2 separate regions of the Triticum aestivum genome follow, and region 2 is linked to region 1. Evidence: chromatin contacts called from public HiCAR-type data. All regions are on one chromosome and are shown on one strand. The core of a region is the stretch at or near the end of the contact, and the rest is flanking DNA. Distances in the headings are between cores, read along the strand shown.

Evidence for each region. HiCAR-type assays count read pairs that join an accessible place to other places.
Region 2: a HiCAR-type map of leaf shows a contact between it and region 1, with 8 times the contacts expected there. The contact joins the promoter of LOC123182319 here to the promoter of LOC123182315 in region 1. A contact is called at or near these places in 1 of 5 Hi-C or Micro-C datasets (leaf) and 1 of 1 datasets of contacts at active chromatin or transcription factors (leaf).

Annotation. Positions count from the first base shown.
Region 1 is chr1D:390,829,915-390,833,767 of IWGSC CS RefSeq v2.1, forward strand. It overlaps LOC123182315 (cyclin-dependent kinase 11.1), which reads right to left and starts at 1,760. Exons shown (of 8, transcript XM_044594839.1): 1 at 1,338-1,760; 2 at 515-1,093; 3 at 1-165. The coding sequence starts at 1,596. LOC123182316 (calcium-dependent protein kinase 16) reads right to left here. Exons shown (of 7, transcript XM_044594841.1): 7 at 3,629-3,853.
Region 2 is chr1D:391,173,160-391,177,012 of IWGSC CS RefSeq v2.1, forward strand. It overlaps LOC123182319 (selT-like protein), which reads left to right and starts at 2,252. Exons shown (of 4, transcript XM_044594844.1): 1 at 2,252-2,566; 2 at 2,690-2,763. The coding sequence starts at 2,330.

The DNA of each region.
Region 1 (3,853 bases), core at 510-3,009:
CGAAGTCCTCCATCCCATAAATATCTTCAGGAATACTAATCTCAGGAAAAGGGTGCACGCTGTAACTATCCTTTAGAAATTCCTTGTCATCGACAATTTTGTCATCTGTTATAAGGTCAATATCCAGTTCATCTTTTACTCTGAAGTCATGGTTAAACCTATGGTCTGAAAGAGATAAATAAAGTCAGAATGGAACCAACTAGTACACAAGCAAAAATAAATAAATTCACTTCATGTGAGGACAACGAATTTTGGAATTACAAAGGTACGCAAATCTGGATCAACCAGAAAAACTACATCAGATCAACCAGCAAAATTACATCACAATTCAAGTTTGTTCTGGGTTCGTAATTCAAGCATATACCAATGTTCTAGAATTGCGACAGTCAGGTGCTAGTACAAAATATAATCTCTTCAGAAAACAATCCAATCACAGAGTGAATCGTTCCAAGCTTGTTAGAGCGAAGCATGACAAATGATCCTGAGGAATATGGAAGAGGGCAGAAGCACTTACTGTTAGCAGCATTTGCGTCTTCAGACAAGTACGGACTGAGCATCTGAAGCTCCTTCTCCAGCGCACTGAGATCAAACTCCTTGTCATCTCCACTCCTGGAATCCACTAACGGACCGCCCTTGAGTGTGGCATCGTCATTCACATTGCGCCTGAACTGGTGCGCGTCCGCACCGCACTCATCAAGCACCTCCGTCAGGTCGTCCATGATCTGATACCTCCCGTACACAGCAGACCAAGAATCCCTCACAAACTCCCGACCATTCTTGTGATCCATTTCCCCGTGGCAGCAACTGCAGGGCGGTTTCGTATACGCCTCTGCATTGCCCTTGCTGCGGTCGTGGCGTCGGCCGCTGTCGTCGCCAATCTCGCCGACGTCGGGGTCAACAATGAACTTGTCCTCCTCGTCGCCGTCGCCGCTCTTGCCACTGGTCTCCGGCTCGCGGTGGAACAGGTGGTCGTCGTAGAGCCAGTTCTCGCCGAAGAAGAGGTCGGTGGTGTCGTACTCGCGCGCCGTGCCGAACTCCGACGCCTCCGACGGCGCGCGTGGCGGCGACCACACCCCGTACGGATTCAGCAGCCCTGATCTCCAAGCGAAACAGCCAAACGAAAACAGAAGCGACAAAATTCGGATCAGAATTCGAGCAAAAGCACACGCGCGAGCTTGAAGCATATGCGTCTCTCGTTGACGCGCAGAGATCGAGATTCACAGCGTCAGTCAGTGAGTCAATCACACGCCCCGGTCGCTCTCGGGAGGCCGGCCGCGCGCGCCGATGGCCAGGAGGGTTCAACACACCGGGGAAAAACTAATGGACCGGGAGTGTACCTGAAGGCGTGGAGGTCGTGCTGAGGAAGGCGTCGGAGGAGGAGCTGGAGGCGGGGCTCGCGAGCGCGGCCCCGGCCCCGCCGGAGGCGGAGTAGGAGGCGCCGAGCCGCAGCGGCGGGAGCCGGGGGTCGTCGGAGTCGGCGGATTCGTCCCCTCGCCTCCCCGCGAGGACGCCGTGCCGCAGCGCGAGGCCGTGGCCGGCGTCGGCGGGGAACCCCAGCCCCACGACGCCGACGGCCTCCTCCGCGCCACGCGCCATGGCCAGCGAATCACTCGTGCGCCCGCCGCTGACCCTGCGCCGCCACGGCCACCATTTGAAGCGAAGCGGGGCGAGGCGAGCGGGTACCGCGGCACGCGACGCAACTGCGACGAGAGAGAGACCGAGAGCGAGAGCAAAGCACTAGCGGGAGCGAGGCCGCACGGGATCCAACCAACGCGCCCGCACACGACAGCGCCTTCTCGGGGCTGACGCGCGGGGCCCGCGGGCCAGCGTGTCGATGTCGGCGTCGGCCCGGGGCCGCTGTCGAGGGGCGCCCGCGGTGGGTGGTCTGGTGCGCGCGCGCGGCAGGATGATGGAGCGATCCGACGTGGAGGGAGCGGGGCCGTCATTATTGTCAGTCGCTGTTGCGCTGGACGCCGCCCCCGCTCCCCGCCCCGCTGGGGGATCCGGATCCTCTGCGGCGCGCGGCGCTCGTGACGGACACGGCGGATCGGCCGATCTACCACTCCTACCAGGTACTACTACCAGCGTCCAGCGGCAACGACGTCAGATCTATCTGCCTGCCGTGGTAGGGCAGGTCGGCCTTCCCTTCGCACCTTTCCCGAACCCCGCGGCCCTACTATTGGAACCGCACCTGCTCCGGCTTTAGCGAGCAGCTGAGGGCATAATTGCGTCCTCGCCGGGCCGGGCCGGAGCGGCCGTGCGATCGTGCACTGGCTGGTTACTGAATGGATCAATGAATGATGCTGCTGCTTAATTGCGTGATGTTCTGGACTCTGGTTTGGTAGATGAGCGTTATGGGCTAGCTCGCAGTGGGGCGTGTGGGTTTTGTGCGATCGAAGAAAGGAAAAGGCTACAGTAGAGGACTGGTTGACAGTGCGTCTGCGACTTGTTTTGTTCACCACCTGAAAAACCTGCTTCTTTTTTTAATCTCGTCTGGTTAGGCGTACCATCCAGTAAAAACGACGTCGCACTGGAGACCTCCTTGTCATGGTAGTTCGGGGAACGACTATCTATGGGAGTAGGGTAAAAACAAAAGAAAAGTGCTCAAAGTTAGTGCTCTACCTCGTAAAAGCAAAAGATTGCGTTCGTGCTGTTTGTACGCTTAATGATTGCTTACAGCGAGTCATCACAGATGTGATCTTAATTGACGACCGCTGGAAAAGCGATTTATAAATAAGAAGACCGTCCCAGCGAGCAGTTCATGTTCTCTTCAAGGTCTGGTGATAACGCCAGTAAATACTGGCCTCATTTATGTTCCTTTTTTTCATTAGTAGTGAAAGGGGAGCAAAGCTTGGTCTGGCTTTATTAGGTGACTTGAACACTCCCATCTCCAGCCTCCAGGCATGCGGCTACTACTACACTCCTTAAGCAGATTATGTATGCTCAAATCACTACAAACTGATTAAAGTTTGGGGAACACTGTTTTTGAGCTCGACAGACCTGCACCTATTACATCTCCACTGGTCCAGCCCGCCTTTAATATGTTCTCTAATCTTTATTAGTTTGGACTTTGGAATGATAAAGCTGATAATTCGCTGTCTAAACAAGCCGCTTCCTCTTTTGATTTTCTTCTCCGCTCGAAAACGGCGGTAGCTGAAGCTTAAGTGTAAAGGCAACATGATTAGTCAGCGAAATGGGAGGAATGCCACACAATCTCCAATGATTTCGGAAGCAATGGCCCCAAGAGCAGTTGGGTTTAAAGTTTAAACCCACGAACAATAAGTGGACCGCTACAAGTACTACATGAGACCAGGCAAACTCTCAAAATTATACTGTGACGACAAACTGCAGGTTACCCTGATCCCGTCTTGGCACGTAGCCGAAACTTTCAGTACCAGACAGCAACACAGCAGCGTACCCACAGACAATCTGGTGCACTCCTACTGCAAATAGAACGGCACACATAGGGTAGCACTATACAAAAAAGTTGCGGCTACCTGGCGCCCTCTTGTCCTCTTCCCTTGGCGATATGCTGTTTTGGTACAGTTGAAAGCAAGGCTGCACTAACAGTCAGTGGCCTACTCGGCATATCTAGCTCTTAACCACCAATACAGTACACACGATTCCATCAAGCCAACAAAGTGTATCTGAGGGGGAAACAACAAAATATTGTACAACACTTAGCATCAGGTACAGCAAAAGGAGATATCATCAGGCAGGAGCAGTTGGTGCATCATTCGGTGCGTGCTCCTCACCTCAGCGATACCGGGAAAGCTACTTACACGAGTAAGCCAATCAGGGGGGGAGCCTATCTAATTAAATTTCCGCCAAAATAATCATCAGAGAAGGAAAG
Region 2 (3,853 bases), core at 1,002-3,501, 340 kb after region 1:
CCGCTGTCTTGACCTCCCCTGGAAGCGTCGCGCCCGTCGCGACCACGACCGCGGTCACCATCTTCATCTCGGTCGCGCCGATCCTGACGCACGGGACGAGAGACACGCTCACGCCTGTCGCGAGCTTTGGCCTCGCCATCCACGATGTTGTAGCGCCACGTGAATGGCTTGGAGACCAGCCTACCCGAGGAGGGATCCTCATGGGTGTCGAGGTGCATGAGGACCCGATGCTCGAGTCCTTTCCTGCCATAGATCGGAGCACCCCCGTTGCGAGCGGGAAGGATGACCCAGCTCACTCGCGGGACCTTGCTAAGGCAGGGCGTCCATGCCCAGAGGCTCAGGACCTGGGTGTCCGTCTTCAACTTGGACGCGGGCTCGATGTAGTCGAGGGAGCACCCGGAGCCGACAGCGTTGGCGACGGCGAGATCATCCCAGGCATAGAGGGGGAGGCCCTCGAGGCATAGGCGAACATGCTGGCCGAGGTCGACGTGCTCCGCGTGCGCCTCAAGCCGCCACGCCCGCAGCTGCAGCTTGGTGTCCCCGAACGGCAGCACACGGCAGGAGGCGGCCAGCTCGGCGTGATGCTTGTGGATGAACCGCACGAGATACTTCTCAGGGTGGTGGAGGACGACGACCACGTCAGGTTGCAGTGCCCCGAGCCTGTCAGCGAGGAACGCGGCCATCTCGTTGGTGGAGACTTGGCGGTCCCGGTCGAACCAGGCGACGACGGCGTTGGACTCCAGGAGGGCCATCTCCAGCTGCATGGCGGGGGTGTTGTGGATGGTGGCGGACACCTCCGGGTGGACGGAGTGGTCGCCAGCCCAGGCCGAGGTCGCAGCAGCGGAGGCCATCGCAGCCGGCGGGGACGGGGACTGGGCCTTCTGCAGGATCCGAGGCGGCGGAGGGGGTGGCGACGTGCACTGCCTAGGCGCGCCGGGACGCAGATGAGGGCGCGGGGCGTGGAAGCAGTCGCGCGCCCAGTGGCCCGAGCGAAAGCAGCGCCTGCAGGTGACGGGGTTTCGGCAGTCGACGGCCCGGTGTCGGTGGCCAAGGCAGTGGAAGCAGAGCCCCTTTATCCACGCAGGTGGAGGAGCGCGCGCAGTGAATGCCCCAGCTGGCTTGGCCGGCGAGCGTGGCCGCCGTGATTTGACCTCAACCCATGGCGCGGTCTTCTCAACCTCGAGCCCCGCGGCCGCCGCGCCGCGCGGCCTTGATTGCTCAGCGGCATCCTGCACTGGCGCAGGCCGAAAGCAAGCGAGCCATCCCGCGGCAGAACCTTCATTAAAATCCCTGGCGCCCGACGAGATGGCGGTACGGGCAGCCCCAGCCGCATTGAAGCCGGTCGGCGGGGAAGCAGCGTTGGCGAGCAGGCCGGGAGGGGTCTCCAGCACCACCTGCACCTCATCAGCAGGGAGACGCGGTCGACCCGGGGGAGGAGGCGGAGGCGTGTCGAAGTCCAGATCTGGATCGGGCACACCTGGGAGCACCGGGGACGAGGCCTGCGAAGCAGGGAACTCCCAAAGGAGCTGCTGGGACGGGCGGTGGAGGCCGGCTAGGAGGGCAGCGGGAAGGGAGTGAGGTGTGGCCGACGACGCCGGAGCGAGCGCCGCCGGTATGGGCCGGTGGAGCGGTGGTGGGTTGGGAGCGGGCATGGTAGATACGCCACACCAGCTTGGAGTCTTGAGTGGAACACTTGTTTTGTCTTGCCGGTAAGACCTGGTGGTGAGCTTCCAACCCAAGATTCCAAAGGTCGCTTACCAAACTGATTTGGACCAAACTTTGATTGACATTGACCCGAAGAAAGCTCAGTTGTCTGCCTGGTCATCATGGGACGTTTCCCTTACGCCGCAAGGCTGCCGGTAGCTCATCTCTCTTTCTGACCACAGAACTACTCCATGATTATTTTTGTTGTTGGTGAGAGCGAACTGCAGCTAACTCAAGTAGCCGTCGAGTGTTCCAGAGTTGACAGTCAGTCCCATTGCAGCACGTTTTGAGTGAGTAAAAAAAAAACGTAGTTGGGCCGTCGTGGGCCGTCTAAATCCAGAAGGCCGACGGCATCCAGTCACACACACACACACACCACCGCCGTCGTGCGCTGTAAGTTGGAAGCAGACATTTCCATCCGAGCCCAAGCCCACAGCCTCCACCACCAAAAGATTCCCGGCCTTTCGCCGCACGACGTTGGAACCCCACTGACACCACCGGAGCCCACCTGGCAGGCGGCTTGACGAAGGAAGGTGCCTCGTCGCCTTCAGAACCGGCTCCGCCTCTTTCCGTTCCGCGTCCCAGGAAAAAAGAAGGGAGGAGAGCGGGCGACCGGAAGGCGGCGATGGCCATGGACCGCGTGCAGCTCCTCCTCGTCGGCCTCCCCGCGATCCTCTTCATCTCCGACCTCTCCCACATCTTCGCGCCGCCGCCTCCCCACCTCCGCCACCCCCATGGCCACCCCCCGCACCACCCCCACGCTCATCCGCCCCACCATCCCCACCAGCCGCACCCGCCGCACCACCACCCCCACCCGCCGCACCACCACCACCACCCGGACCCCGCCGCCGCCGCCATACAGGTCGGTCGTAAACCCTAGCCCGAGATTCCTTTTCCCCCTTGTCGTATCGTAAGACCCTAGCCCGGAATTCTGTCGCTCCGATCTGGGCTGCAGAGCTGACGTGTTGTTTTGGTGAAACCGCAGCAGCCCAATCTGGAAGGAGGAGCTGGATTCGGCACGACCGTGGAGCTGCAGTTCTGCGCCTCCTGCTCGTACAAGTGAGTCTCCGCGGACTGTTGGTTGCTTGCTTGCTAAGCTGCTGCTGTTAGTTTGCCTGTGCGGATCGAGTGGACTTATGCGTAGTGTAGCGGATACTGAGTTTTTGGAATTGCTGTGTGCCTGCCTTACTTGACCAGAGGCCAATACACGGACCAATTATCGTCCAAAATGATTTAGGAGGTGGATTATTTGGTACTCCAGTAAAGCCAGTGTCACTGGTGGTTCTTAGGGCAACTACAACGGGGACGCTTAGACTGGGCGCTAGGATCAAATCCCCAGTAGTTAAGCCTAATATCCCGGCCGTTTTTTCCTATTCCCGGCTAAGCCCAGGATTCAGGCTAGCATCGACGCAACTTCTGGCCCCGGGCGCTAGCCCGTTTTTTCTTTCGAGGTATGACACAGAGTGCGTCCTGTTAAGCAGCTGTACCTTGTCATTGCCGTTGGAGGACTGGACGCTAACACCGCTGCTACATGATTTTTCTTTTCTTGTATTTCCTTAAGCGCCCGTGCAAGCGCCTAGGCATTGAACATGCCCTTAGATAGCATTTGCTAATGCCGAACGCTTAATACAGTTGCGTTAAACTAGTAGTGTGGAACTGGAGCAGTTATTGTTTATGAAAATGTTAGTGTGCTGGTGACAGTGTTAATGCTTTGTTAAACACTAAAAGTCAGACACTGTTATGAAATATGTACATGGATCAAGTAAGAGCTCCTATTGGAATAAATATGGTATATTATTTAAATATATGAAAGAGATTGGATTAGAATTAGAGGTCGAATTAGTATCCTTTGGTCATTACTCAGGGATCAAGCAAGTGCTCCTATATAAGGGCTGATTTAGGGCACGCTTGGAATGGTTGTAAGTAAATACAGGGGTGTTTACTTTACACTTGTATCTTACCGGCCGCGTAGTAAATTTCGGCTGGAAACGAAACGACGAGCCGAGACCAGTATTTATTTTACAGGTGTATTAGAGGAAACACGACAATCCAATCAAGGCCTTAGGAATATAAATTGACGTATGGAGTACTTGTGAGCTCTTTTTCACTCTTTGACAATGAAAGCCATGAGGACCTCAACACTGTGTTG